Regions from separate parts of the Cricetulus griseus genome. Here region 2 is linked to region 1. Evidence: chromatin contacts called from public Hi-C data. All regions are on one chromosome and are shown on one strand. Each heading gives the region's core, a stretch centred on a gene start, on an enhancer-like site or on the middle of the called end of the contact. The rest is flanking DNA. Distances are from core to core; before and after follow the strand shown. Region 1 holds the start of Golga5 (golgin subfamily A member 5). Region 2 overlaps Lgmn (legumain).

Evidence for each region. A called contact is a pair of places that touch in the nucleus more often than the background predicts.
Region 2: a Hi-C map of fibroblasts shows a contact between it and region 1, with 2.5 times the contacts expected there. The contact joins the enhancer-like site here to the promoter of Golga5 in region 1. A contact is called at or near these places in 2 of 8 Hi-C or Micro-C datasets (the CHO-K1 cell line and fibroblasts).

Annotation. Positions count from the first base shown.
Region 1 is chr5:103,591,617-103,598,467 of CriGri-PICRH-1.0, forward strand. Golga5 (golgin subfamily A member 5) reads right to left here and starts at 2,478. Exons shown (of 11, transcript XM_027419162.2): 1 at 2,308-2,478.
Region 2 is chr5:103,633,181-103,640,031 of CriGri-PICRH-1.0, forward strand. It overlaps Lgmn (legumain), which reads left to right. Exons shown (of 14, transcript XM_027419160.2): 3 at 6,168-6,265. Among named protein-coding and RNA genes, the nearest start is that of Lgmn, 18 kb to the left of the region's middle. Within about 2 kb of position 2,886, at least 5 of the 6 cell types and tissues checked have open chromatin away from gene starts, as enhancers often do. A contact at or near this core is called in the CHO-K1 cell line and fibroblasts, where this site is marked.

The sequences.
Region 1 (6,851 bases), core at 1,228-3,727:
CTGTGCTGCCTAAGCTACCGTGAACAAACCATCTTCCTATCTGACTGCCAAGTAGTTGGGGCTTCAGGAAATCACCACACCCAGGTTAAAATGGTTTTAGGACCAAACAATAGAGGAAAACATTTTTTGAGATGCTTGACACACAGAAACCCCTCTAGTAAATTCCACTATCATTATTACAATTACAATTTTCCTTGTTATCTCAATGAAGGGAAATCTTAACACAGAAAAAACACACGTGAGAGACTATGCTGTGTTCCCCACACTGAATTCCAAACCTAAAAACATCAGAATGGAGACAGGGTCTTTAAAGGTGTAATTTAAATTAAACTGATGTTTGTATTAGAAGAAATGTATACACAAATCTTCATAAAAGAGAGTTGACAGCCATTTGTAAGCCAAAAGACAAGTCTCAGAAATCAGCCTGAGCCAAGAAAGCTGGGCAGGTAAAAGCCCTTGCCCTGAAGCTTGACAATCTGAGTTCAATCCACGGAACCCATCGGGGAACAAGATTGAGGACTCAGGAAAGCTGACCTCTGGCCACACAACTGCAACATAGCTAACAAGTAAATAGAAGTAAGCAAATATATACAAACCAACCTTGTCAACACCTTCATCTCAGACTTAGAACAGTGAGAAAAATCAACTTCTACTGTCCAATCTATCTAGCCTACGACACGGTTTCATGGATGCCCTAACAAATTCATACAGATTCAAATAGCAAAGGACACGCTTGGCAAAATCTCACCCAAATAAAAACACTTCTCTGAAATTAGTTTCAAAGGGTCGAACTTGTGGGTGGGTGGGTGTGGAACCTCCTGATTTTCACTATTATAAAGCTATCGTTTATGTAAGCACATAAAGTTCTTGGTAAATTTTTAATAATTTAAATATTTAATACCTACCATGTAATACCTACCATGTGCATGTTAAGCTGAGTCCAAATTATTTTGAAATGACTGTATAAATGATTTATTCAACCAACACATTTGAACACTTACAGGTGCCACATAAGTCAAAGCAATGAATTAATTAACCTTCATGCTATAGAAGAAAGTAAGCTGCAAAGTCAAAAATGATTGATGAATGTAGTCAGCATTCCTTTAGCCTGGACTTATGTGGCTAACTCTTGAGCTTTCTTCACTAAAATAGCATTAGAGTTATCTTTCCATCTAAGCTGGGTCCTTTTTTTTTTTTTTTTTTTGGTTTTTTTCGAGACAGGGTTTCTCTGTGGCTTTGGAGGCTGTCCTGGAACTAGCTCTTGTAGACCAGGCTGGTCTCCAACTCACAGAGATCCGCCTGCCTCTGCCTCCCGAGTGCTGGGATTAAAGGCGTGAGCCACCAATGCCCAGCTAAGCTGGGTCTTTTTATTCTGTGTGCATAACCCTCATTTGCCTTACAGTGCTTCAGGATACTATAACTGTTGGGTTTTTTTTATATTATTATTTTTAAACATCTGTCTCTCCTTGGGGAAAGAGGAGTGGGTAGACCAACACAATGCCTGTTTTGTTCACCAACCAATTCCCAGAATCCAACCTACACAGGCACTCCTAGAAACACTACTGAAGCAATTCATCTTCATATGCCAACTGTTGTACACGCAGTATCACGAACAACTCTCATTTCAATGTAGTAAATTGCAATGTCCTTTTAAAAACCAACATTGATACTGTTTAGAAAGATCCCAGAGCTTAGATGGCACCTCAGACATTGAAATCTAAGTCAACCCAGTGTCAAGCCCACCTTTTAACCCGTTCCTCTCCATATCTAACCTCCTTAGGGAGTTCACCGTTTATAAACACATTCCTTAGGAAACCCATTAGGTGTGTACTTCAGTTTATGAGAGAAATTAAATAACAACGTAATGACATGCATTTTCTGACCCGTAAAACTGCACACAAGCGTTAAGCAAAATTTGGTGATGAGCGAGAGAAAACTAACTGTCCTAAAAAAAAGGCCTATAGACAACGTATTAATTAATTAATGTTTTGCCTCCCATCTGAAAGTTAACGGGGCTTTATTCACAGGGATTACAGACACTGAGCTGGGGCCTGGGGAGGCACTGGTGGTGCAAAGCCACCTGAAAGGTCAGATGTCACACAGAGGCGGGGTCAGGGGTCAGCGGAGCCTGGGTGGCCGGGTGGGGAGGACACACCCCCACTGCGCCCCCACGGCAAGTTAGAGTCGGGGGGCGGAGGGCACTCAGCCTCGGTGGCCGGACCCCGCGGGGCTGCGGCGTCCCCTTCCTCGGCGGAGACCCGGTCCCACAGGCCAAGCCGTCCCGCCCGCGGCCTGGTCGCGCCTCACCTGAGGACGCCGAGCGACAACGCCACGGCCTCGTCGCCCACCCGGGCCGCCTCAGCAGCGGGCTGCTCCCGGACCTGCCGGCTACCTCTTCCGGGAGACGTGGAAGGGCGGCGAGGACCTCAAAACAGAGTGGCCGCCCAGCTGCCTGAGTGGCGGGGAGCCGAGCGCCGCCGGCCGCCTAGCAGGCCACTCAGGCGGTGGCGCCGGCGTCCGCGGGGCCCTAGCGCCTGGCCACGCCCCGCTTCCGTAGGTGGCCGAACCCGGCGCCGCGCCAGCGTGCGTGTGACGTAACCACCGCCTACACGCGGCTGGGACAACATTGCGGGTCACGCCCCACCCTGCAAAGGGGCGTGGTCTGACGCCGGCCACGTGGTGGTGGGCGGGTCCGGTCTGAAGTGGGCGGGGCGTGAGCATCTCGGTGAACCCGCCCAGGCCTCTGGATGAGGGTTCTGAAGCAGCGGATGGGAATACAGAAGACATGAGCCCTGGGCCTGTGGGATGGTTCAGCATAGAAATAGCCACGCCTGACGGCCTGAGTTCCAGGACACACAAACACACACATTAAGAATATAATCTAAAAAGAAAACCTGCAGCCTCCAAAGCCACAGAGAAACCCCGGTCTCGAACCCCAAACACCCCCCCCCCCCCGCCGCCAAAAAATATAGAAAAAAAAAAAGAAAAGAAAACCTGATCACTGATTTCATGGAGCTTGCTTTCAAGTGACAGAGGCAGATATTACCTAAACCAGTGAATGAACAATAATTTCAGAGCATTACCAAAGATGTAAATCAAGAAAAATCAGAGAAGTGACCAGAGGCAGGAAAATAAATCAGGCTGTCGGGGTCCCTTGAAGAAGAGATAGCTTGAGCCGAGACCTAAAGGTCAGAGTAAAGGGCTTTCCATTCAATAGTACTATGGTTATGTCCTGCATATAGTTCACAGACTCTGAAATCATTGTTCAATAATAAAATCTGTGTTCAATAATTCACTAAATGCTGTATCTACTGGGTGAACAGGACAGAGCTAATTTGGCCCTAATGAAAAGCCTACAATATATTCTCAAGTGTGTGCATTTGGGCATTGAGGAAACTAAGACTCAGAGATGTTAACCTGTCCAAGACTGTCATCCTAAAAAGGTATCCATCTCACTCCAAGTCTGTGCTCCTAGACTCCATATTAAACATTGGGAATAATTGCAAACCACTTTCTTCCTATCAAGGCGGTTTAGCCCAGTCCAAGTGAGGAGCAGCAGAGGCAGGTAATCGTCTCTATGGTTTTAGAGCCCTTATTAAATGGAGAACAGTTTTCAGGCTCCTTGAGCTGCTTCGTTCAATTTTCACAGCACGTTAAGCAAGGCACTGTCCTTTACTGTGGGGCAGGTGGCACTGCAGCTCTCAACTAGCAAGTTGCTCTTCCTGTTTAGGGTTATTTGCCATCATTGGTGACCGGGTGACTACAACACATCCCAAGATGGAGACACAGGGATACCGTTTCCAGCTCCGCTGATGTCAGTTTGATCATATGAGAGAAAGTAGTAGATTGAGCACGGCCAGAAGACACAGAATCACAAGTACTGTTACACAATTCCGAGTCCATGTTGACATCCTGGTCTTTTCACCTCCTACCCTAAGCTTCTCCAGTTCATGCTCTTCTTATGACCCTGCTATTTGGGCTACGCTCTCTCTTTTGCCCACGTTCTCTTCTCCTTGTCTTTCTCTCTGTGTCTCTCTCCTACTCCCTGTCTCTGCTCTCCACATCCTCCTTCTCTCTGTGCCCCCTACCCTCACAGGTCTGCTCCTGCTTCTCTCATGGCCTGGCCCAGTCTTCTGGCCGTGCTCAATCTACTGCTTTCTCTCTTTGCTCTGGACTCTTCCAGATGCCCCTGCCTGTTCTCTATCTCTCATATCTATAGTAAAAACCTTCCCCTTCTCCTAATGCTGTCCTAACCCTGTCCCACCTCCAGGCCTGCCTAAAACACCTCCATGGTTTCAAGGGGCTCTTACCTTAAAAAGCTCATTCTGAAGGATAATTTTGTGTCATCATCTTTCCAAAACTAACCAACTTATCTTTATCTAGCCTGTAATTGACTTACAAAAAATAAAGTGCTCCATTTGCTCCAAAAGGAAATTATTTTGTTTGATTTGTTTTGGCCTCAGAACAATATTTTTTTAACATAAACATACACTGAGATGGGCTAGCAAAATGATTTGGTGCATAAAAATGCTTGGTGTCAGATCTTCTAGAACTGGAGTTACAGACAGTTGTGAGCAGCCTGATGTTGGTGCTGGAAACCAAACCTAAGTCCTCTGTATTAGGTTCCAGGTAGTCCATGTATCCAGAAGTGACCTCAGGCTGGACTACCGGAGGGTTTCTGGAGGTTAGATAAAAGCCAGAACTCCTCTGGAACTTGTGAAACCTACTCCCACCAACTCTATAGAGAGGCTTTAGAGCCCCCAGAAGAGACTGGCCTTTTCAGTCTCTGCTTTGCAGGGGTCCTTTCCTTTGCTGATTCTGTCTGCAGTGCGTGAGAATTCTCTGCTGACACCTGTTGTGCTTCGGGGTTTCCCTGACCTTTAGCTCTTTAACTGGTAGAGAAAATGAAACCCACCAAGCCTCTAGATTGCACCATTTCAAGACTGTATATATCAAGGCCTTCTGACTGGCCAAAAGCACATGAAAAGGTGTATGAAATTATTAGTGCAAATTAAAAATTCTAGGAAAAGCTGTAGCACCCCTCCATAGTCACCAAATGAAAAGATGGGGAGTTATCTTTTTATTTGTCCTGCTAAGTGTGTGGAACTGGGGCAGCGGGGCTTTCCTGACAGGAATGTGTGAGCATGAATGCTACAAACTACTTTGGAAACAATTTACTGTGACAAATAGAGTTAAACAGGCCTGCTCTGTGACTCCACAAAGGTCAAAGGCCTTCAGTGCCCACCCACCCCCAAGTCTGCAGAGCCCTCATTACATCATCTACTCATCTACTCAACCCCCACCCCCAGGCTTGCCCGTTCTTGTGTCACTCTCACTACAAGAGTCCTGTGTGGGTTTAGTTTGGTTCTGGAATTCCACTTCCTTGTTCTACCTGACATCAAAAATAAAATTGAGAAGCCAGGTGTTAGTGGCGCACGCCTTTAATCCCAGCGCTCGAGAGGCAGAGGCAGGTGGATCTCTGTGAGTTCCAGGCCAGCCTGGTCTACAGAGCAAGTTTCAGGACAGGTTCCAAAGCAATACAAAGAAATGCTGTCTCAAAAAAACAAAGAAAAATGAAATTGAGGGAGTTGAGGAGATAGATCGGTAGTTAAGAGCACTTGCTGCCCTTCCAGAGGACCAGAGTTCAGTTCCCAGCAGCCCCATTGGTCAGCTCACAACCATCTATAATTCCAGCTCCAGGGGCTCTGATACCCTCTTGTCACACACACACACACACACACACACACACAACTACTACTACTACTACTACTACTACTACTACTACTACTAATAATAATAATAATAATAATAATAATAAATATCTTTTTAAAAACGGAATTGATGCTCTTTGTGCACCTTTAGCTTCCAGCAGCAGGGGGCGCTTGGTACTTAAAAATACATTCATGCCTTCTATCTGGATTGCCAGGTAAAATAAGCATTGCTCTAGTCTTTGGTTCATAAGGCACACAGTATGTGTCTATAAATGACATTTGCTATGTCCTGGCCCATATGGAAGTTCCTCTGCTGTTTTCTTGATGGCTAAACAGTGCTGAGATGAGTGTCTCCACCACTGAGCCCCTGAGGAAAACTACCTACCCTGCCATTGTTTGTTTGTATCTCTGGCCCACTGCAACGATGCTGAGGTTGGGACCTTTAGGAAATCATTAGGTGGCTGGTGGTGGTCTGATGCATGGGTTTTCTACTAATCCATAATCAGCTATCAAAACACACTGTCTTACTATATATAACTGAAAGAACTCTAACCTTACCCTTCACTCCCATTCCCTCTGCCTTGAAAAACAAACAAACAAACAAACAAACAAAAAACCTTTAAATCACATCCTTAAAGCTAGCCCCCAAGGTCTATTCCTTTATTTGGCCACTTCCTACTCCTGAGGCTGACTACTACAGTCCAGCTATCAAAGTATTAAAATCCAGCAATCAAAAGCCCCTTTGGTTCACCTAATTAATATACCCAATCAAAATTCCACACCTCATCTTAGCTATCCTAACACAGACTTCCCCTTTTTTCTCTTAAAAATTACACTTGCAGAGATGGTGACACACACCTTTAATCCCAGCACTTTGGAGGCAGAGGCAGGTAGCTGTCTGTGAGTTCGAGGCCAGACTGATCTACAGAGTAAATCCAGGACAGTCAAGGCCGTTACAAAGAGAAACCTGTCTCAGAAAAAAAGCAAAAACAAAATTATACCCGCAAGGTCATTTGCTGCTGCTTCTCTGTCTGAGTCAGAAAGCAGCCACTTTAAAATTTCTTCCCCGTTTAATAAAGAATCTCTCTGTGAAAACAGGTGTTTGGGTGATTTGAGCCTAATCCAAGGTCTGGGAGGGAA
Region 2 (6,851 bases), core at 1,636-4,135, 42 kb after region 1:
TAAGGAGGTGGTGGTAGGTGGATCTCTGGGACTCAGTGGCCAGCCAGTGAGAGACCATGTCTCAAAAAGGGGGTCTGTAGTGTTGGGTAGGCTGGAGAGGTGGCTCAGTGGTTAATAGCACTTCTAGAGGACCTGGGTTTGAGTCTCCGCTTCCATATCAAGCATCTCACAGCCTCCAGGGGGATCTGATGCCCTCTTCTGGACTCCCTGGGAAACTACACATAACATGTACACACAACTAGGCAGACATAAACATACACAAATAAAAATAAAGTGAATATTACCTGTCATAGGTCAAGGCAACTCTTACAAAAGAAAGTATTTAATTGGGGGCTTGCATATTGTTTCAGAGGATTGGTGTGGGCTGTTGAAACTTCAAAGCCCACCCCAGTGACACGCTTACTCCAATAAGGCCACACCTCATAATCCTTCCAAGGAGTTCACCAACTGGGGACCAAGCATGTAAATATATGATGAGCCTAATGGGAATCATTCTTATTCAAACCACCATAGCACCTGAGGCCCAGATTGTTCATTTGCCTACACACACACACACACACACACACACACACACACACCCCTCTACACAAATGTATAAACACAGAAAATAGATATAGGAAATTAATTTTCACATCTCATTTAAACCAGATGTCCAGATGAATATCAATTCACCATGTAATTAATATAAAAATTACTGTTGAGATAGCCTACATTCTTTTTTTTTTTAAAGTTTTCATTAGATTTATTTACAAGCATTCTATGGCACATATGTGTGGAGGCCAGAGGACAACTTGCAGGGATCGAACTCAGGTTGTCAGACGTGGCAGCAAGCCCCTCTCCCAGTAGAGCTATCTTGCTGGCCCCTATGTGCTTTCCTGATGCTAGATCCTTGAAATCCAGTGCATATATGAGTCCAGGATGTCTCAGTTTAGAGTGTCCGTGGCGCAGGCACTTGGCTCCCGAACAGTGAGATTGGCACAGATGGAGCCATGTCCTTCCCTGTGTGTGTCCGTACGTTTGTCTGTGTGTAATCAAGGTTCTCTGCTTAGGTGAAGTTCTGACTCCTCTTGGATGGCCTTTGTGTGCTGGCCAGAGAGGAAATTTGGCCTGAGTAAGAGCTGTTATCATACTGATTGCTTTTCCTTTGAGTGAAAAGATAAGTTAAGCACAGACCACAGGCGGCAAGCCTGCTATTTCATCAGTCACTTTGTTTTTATACCACCAACTTAGGAAGAGACACCCGTTAAACATTACCTTCAGTGCCTTAGCTTCTAAGTCTTTTTTCTTTTTTTAATTATGGTTTGTTTTGGTTGTTTGTAGCCACTGCTGGTGTCTAACTCACGGCCATCTCCTACTTTATTGCATTTTCTTCAAAACAGGGTCTCATGCTCTTGTCCAGGCTAGCCTTGAATTCAAAGCTATCCTCCCGGTTCAACCTCCTGAGTGCTTGGGATTACACTTTGATTTAAAATTAACATGTGTTTAAAGTTAGCACAGAAGACTTAGAAAAATCAGGTAAACCAAAGGGAACGGATCAGTTGTGTTCCTTAGCCTTCCACTGTCAGTGTCTGACAGTGTGTAACATTCTAAACTGTCCTCCCCATAGCATCTCCTGAGGCATTAAGGTAGAATTGACTTGAGCTGGCTCACCATTCCATTTAACTTTTTTACTTGGGGGCCCATGCTTTGCAAGTGATGTGGTAGGGGATACAGAACCAGGAGAAAAGGCCCACTGGCCTCATATTAACAAAACTGGTTCCTGTGGGAACACCCAAGTATCAGATATTTGGTCAGGTGTGTATGTGTGGGGTGATGGCTGATTTTTTTTTTTCCCCCTGAGACAGGGTTTCTCTGTGTAGCTTTGGAGCCTATCCTGGCACTTGCTCTGGAGACCAGGCTGGCCTCGAACTCAGAGAGATCCGCCTGCCTCTGCCTCCCAAGTGCTGGGATTAAAGGCGTGCACCATAAACGCCCAGCTGTGTTGGCTGATTTTGTGTGTCAACTTGACATAAGCTAGAGTCATCAGAGAGAAAGGAGCCTTAGTTGAGGAAATGCCTCCATGAGATGCAGCTGTAAGGCATTTTTCAATTAGTGATCAATGGAGGAGTGCCCAGCCCATGGTGGGGGGGATGGTCCTGGGTTCTATAAGTAAGCAGGCTGAGCAAGCCATGTGGAGTAAGTCAGTAAGCAGCTCCCCTCCATGGCCTCTGCATCAGCTCCTGCCTCCATGTTCTTGCCCTGTTTGAATTCCTGTCCTGACTTCTTTTAGTCAACAGTGATCTGGAAGTGTAAGACAAATAAACCCTTTCCTTCCCGACTTGCTTTATGGTCATGGTGTTTCGTTGCAGCAATAGAGACTCGTAAGATGTGTGTGTGTGAGAGAGAGAGAGGGGGCTGAGAAGGAGAGAGAGACAATTGGAGAATGGGGGTAAGAGAGGGGAGGGCAGGGAGCCTCTGCAGAAGGGGCTGTGGGAGAGCTGAGTGTTGTGTGTGAGCTGTGGCAACACAAAACCACAGCAAGGCAGTAGCCAGTCTGTTAGGTACCAGAGCCTCCTCCGTGTTTTAAATGGCAAGTGTGGAGAGCCCTAGGTTGGCCACCTAAACTCAGGCCCATTTGACTCATCCGTTTTCCAATTTTGAGGTCCTGTGTCCAGATAAGTGCTCCTTGTTACAAAATGATTACAGCAGCTCTGTAGAGGAGAGGCCACCTGTGCCAGTTATCCGCCTGGCTCTCTCTCTCGTGTAAGCATTTCCTTACAGTGGGGGACTTTGCCCTGTCTGGCCGGCGACAGTTGCATCACAGATCACATGCTTATGTTAACATCAGTTCCTGGAGAAGGGAAGGGAGTTTCTGGTTCTGACTCAGAGAAGTTCCTGATGGGATTATGTTAGAGTGATTCACAGTCCAGAGAGACTGGAATAGGGATGGTGGGGAGAGCGGGACTAAGTGAACAGTGAGCTGACTTAGAAGGACAAACTTACCAAGCCTCATTTTCTTCATTTTGACAGAACCAGGCAGCTGAAATTTGATGGACACTGTCATGGTGGTGCACGCCTTTGATCTCAGTGCTCAGGAGGCAGAGGCAGGTGGATCTGTTTGAGGCTAGCCTCATCTACATAGTGATTTCTAGCCTAGTTGGGGTTATATAGTGAGACTCTGTACTTTTTTTTTTTTTTTTTAAATTCTGGCTGTTCAGAAACTCACTATGTAAACTTACAGAAATCCACTCGCCTCTGCCTTCCAGTGCTGGGATTAAAGGTGTGTGCCACCATGCCTGGCTAATACAATTTTTTTTTTTTTTTATAGAGAAGTTGGGTTGATTTCTGTGTAAGTACTAACAGGGGTGTGGCACCCCGGACCCTGTGAGCCTGCTTAGACCTCCCCCAACCCCATCCTCACCACTATTGCCTGTCTTAGGACCAATCAGCAGACTCTTCCAGGAAGGGCCAGGCAGTAAGTGTTTGAGTGTTTGGAGTGCAGAGAGGCAAAATGCAGACTGATGGGGACTGGATTCAGGCAGCAGGAGTTGGGGAGGGGAAGCCGCAGGGTGCTGGCAGCAGCAGACAGTGCCAGCCATACAGTCTGTCCTCGAGACAAGCTGTTCACTTAGGCTTTGAAGTTAGTCTTCATTTGTGCAAAGGTCAGCTGCCTGTGCTTGAGGCAAAGCATCCTTTGAAGAAGGCATGCAGGGAGAGGGTTGGGGAGCCCTGGGTGGGGCTGGGGTGGGGCTGTGAACCCAACGGTGATGAAGATGGTGAGTGTTTGGGGTAGCTGGAGTTGCTCTCCCTATAGTACCTGCTGTATAACGGGAACAAAGGACATCAGCTCACTAAACCTCAGCCTCTTCCTTTGGACTTGGTGGAAGGCTGGGCCAGGCACTGCAGACGCCCCCCCCCCCCAGCTCAGCACCTCCCCACCACTGCACTTGGGTGCAGATAGCCTGGGAGGCAGGATTCTGAGGAAGCAGGATGTAGGAGGTCAGGAGGGGGGAGCTGCATGCACCTATCAGGCAAGCATACCTGGTGAGAAAGCTTTTCCCCAGGAATAAATACAGCACACACCAACTGTATTTAGCCTTCGCTTCAAGTGACCTATCTACTGCGCTTACAGCTGGTGCTGATGGGTGATGCCCACTGTACCCGTGACATTGTGAGAGGCTTCAGTACGGGATTCCTCAGTGAGGCTGGCCAACTCCCAGTGTCAGCCTTGAAGTCAGCTGAGTCACAGTGATTTCTGCTCCCTGTAATGAGGTCATGCTCAGCTCAGCATCACCTCCTTTGGCTTTTTCTGAGGGGAAAACACCAGTTGTGCTGATTCCACATTATCTGAGTTCATTGAACTCCACTTGATTTCATAGTAACTCAGGGCAGAGCCCTTTTACTAAGTAAGGCAGGGGCAGCTGGCTACTTCCGAGGACCCTGCTGCTCTTTCTTGCATGAAGAGATCTGTAGTCAAAATGCTTGGCTTTTTTCTCCACGAGCCTACTGTGATTAGAGTGGGTCACCCCCTGTCCCCCAGCTGTACGTTGGACCTTTATCGACTGAGAACTAATGAGATAGGGGCCCGAGGTCAGTCCAGAGCAGATGGAAAGGTCGCCGCACTTGGTCTCACACTTAGCGGGCCCACTTGTCTGACAGCTCCTGAGTGCTGAACCCATGCTTCCCATAGCAGTCACAGCAAATGGATGCTAAACCCAAGTATTTGCCACCACACAGGTCCGTCTGAATGGACATCTGCAGGCAGAAGCCTGGCATTGTGCATGCTTTATTTTCTTCTTCGACACCTCATGTGTTTCGTGAGGTGCTGTGTTGTAGCTGTATATACTGCAGTGTCTGCCTAAGGGTGCTGCTGCTAGTCACAGCTGTGTTTATATAGGAGTCTGTTCCTGGAATGACATTGTTAGTGAAAAGTTAGGCAATGTGTTTCCTTCCTCCCTGACCTCAGTTGTTCTGCACAGAGTGTAGTGTGACCAACTGAAACCAGGAATTCCAACAGGGATGGTTTCTGTTCCCTTTGATTGCCTTTTTTTTTTTGTTTCAAATTATGATACTAATCATTTTTGTTGGTGGTGTTTCAAGACAGGGTTTCTCTGTAGCTTTGGAGCCAGCTCTGGAACTTGCTCTGTAGACCAGGCTGGCCCTGACAGATCTGCCTGCCTCTCTGCCTCTGCCTCCTGATTGCTGGGAATAAAGGTGTGCGCCACCACTGCCAGGCACTAATCATTTTCTTTAAAGACAGGATCTCATGTTGCCTAGGCTGACTTCAAACTCATTGCACAGCTAAGGAACTTGATCTTCTTGTCTGCCTTTACCTCCCCAAAATGTATTACAAATGCAAGTGTGCCCCATCATACCAGTTTGTGTGGTGGTGTGCTTGAACTTAGAGCTTTTGGCATGCTAGGCAAGCACTCTGCCAACTGAGCTACATTCCTAACCATCATCACCAAAACAGCAGTTCCTAAATTGTGCTTGCTTGCTCTGTCTGTCTGTCTATTTATCTGTCTGTCTGTCTGTCTGTCTACCTACCTACCTACCTACCTACCTACCTACCTACCTACCTACCTACCTATCTATCTATCTATCTATCTATCTATCTATCTTGCTCTGTAGTCCAGACTGGCCTTGAACTCCTGTTTCTCCTGCATATACTTCCAAAGAACAGGGATTACAGATGTGCCTCACAAGCCTGCCTTCTGAGTTGGACTTTGAGATGTCACACTTGCCAGAACAGTGACTGTTGGGTGAATCAGAAGCTGTGAACTTGTTGCTTCATCCTTCTGGGGCACTCTGTTTGAGAACCGAATTCATGCTTTTGCACTTTGATGTGGTATGGAATATGAAAACAAGTTGCTTAGGACTTTCAAGGGCCTGTTAACCTGCAGGTGTGATAGTGTGTGCCTGTGTGTATAAACACCTGTGCCTGTGTATTTATGCATATCTGTGCCCATGTGTTTCCACACATGGGCCTGATTGTACTGCCTTACTATCAGACACGTATGTGGATAAGAGTGGGGATCTTTTAAAATTGAAGTTAAAAAAAAATGAATGTTGTAAAAAATAATCATTTCAAACCTTGGCCAGTAGGGAGCCTTCTGTAAGATAGAAGCACCTCGAAATGGACTGCCTCCCCTGTGATATCTAAAAGCCAGGGGAATAATTTCTTCCAGGCAGATGCATGCCACGCTTACCAGATCATTCACCGGAACGGGATTCCTGATGAGCAGATCATAGTGATGATGTACGACGACATTGCCAACTCTGAAGAGTAAGTGGGGAGCTTTGAACTTGGCCATGAAACAGAATTTAAAAACAGTCAGACTTATGGGGCTCCTTAGGACAGTGGCCCAGTGTGGAATGGTGGCCCCGGGATAAAAGCCACAGGGATTGTCATGTGTTGAGCTCCCAGCATGTGTTAGGGCACCGTGGGGGTGGTGGGAAACTGGAGACGAGCAAAAGGAGGTACTCTTGAGAGGGTCAAAGCAGAGAGGTTAAAGCACTGCACCCCGAAGTTGGGAGCTGTCCTCAATCTCTGAGCTGAGGCACTTGCCTGAAGATGGTTCTAGTCTGTGCAGGACCTCCCACCATGCTCCTTTCTGGCATGTGTTTAGTCTTATATACAGTTCTCTTGCACACTTGCCCAAGTTTTCTGGGAACTGAGAAAAGACAGGTATGGCTCTGAGCTAAGCAACTCCTGGGCTCTGGCAGAGTCCCTTCTGATTGTGGCACTTGAGCCTGGGTGTTCAGTTTTGCTTTGTGTCCTGTTTGGTTTTTTTAGATAGGATTTCTCTGAGTAGCCCTGGCTGTCTTGGAACTTGCTCTGGAGATCAGGCTGGCCTTGAACTCACAGAGAT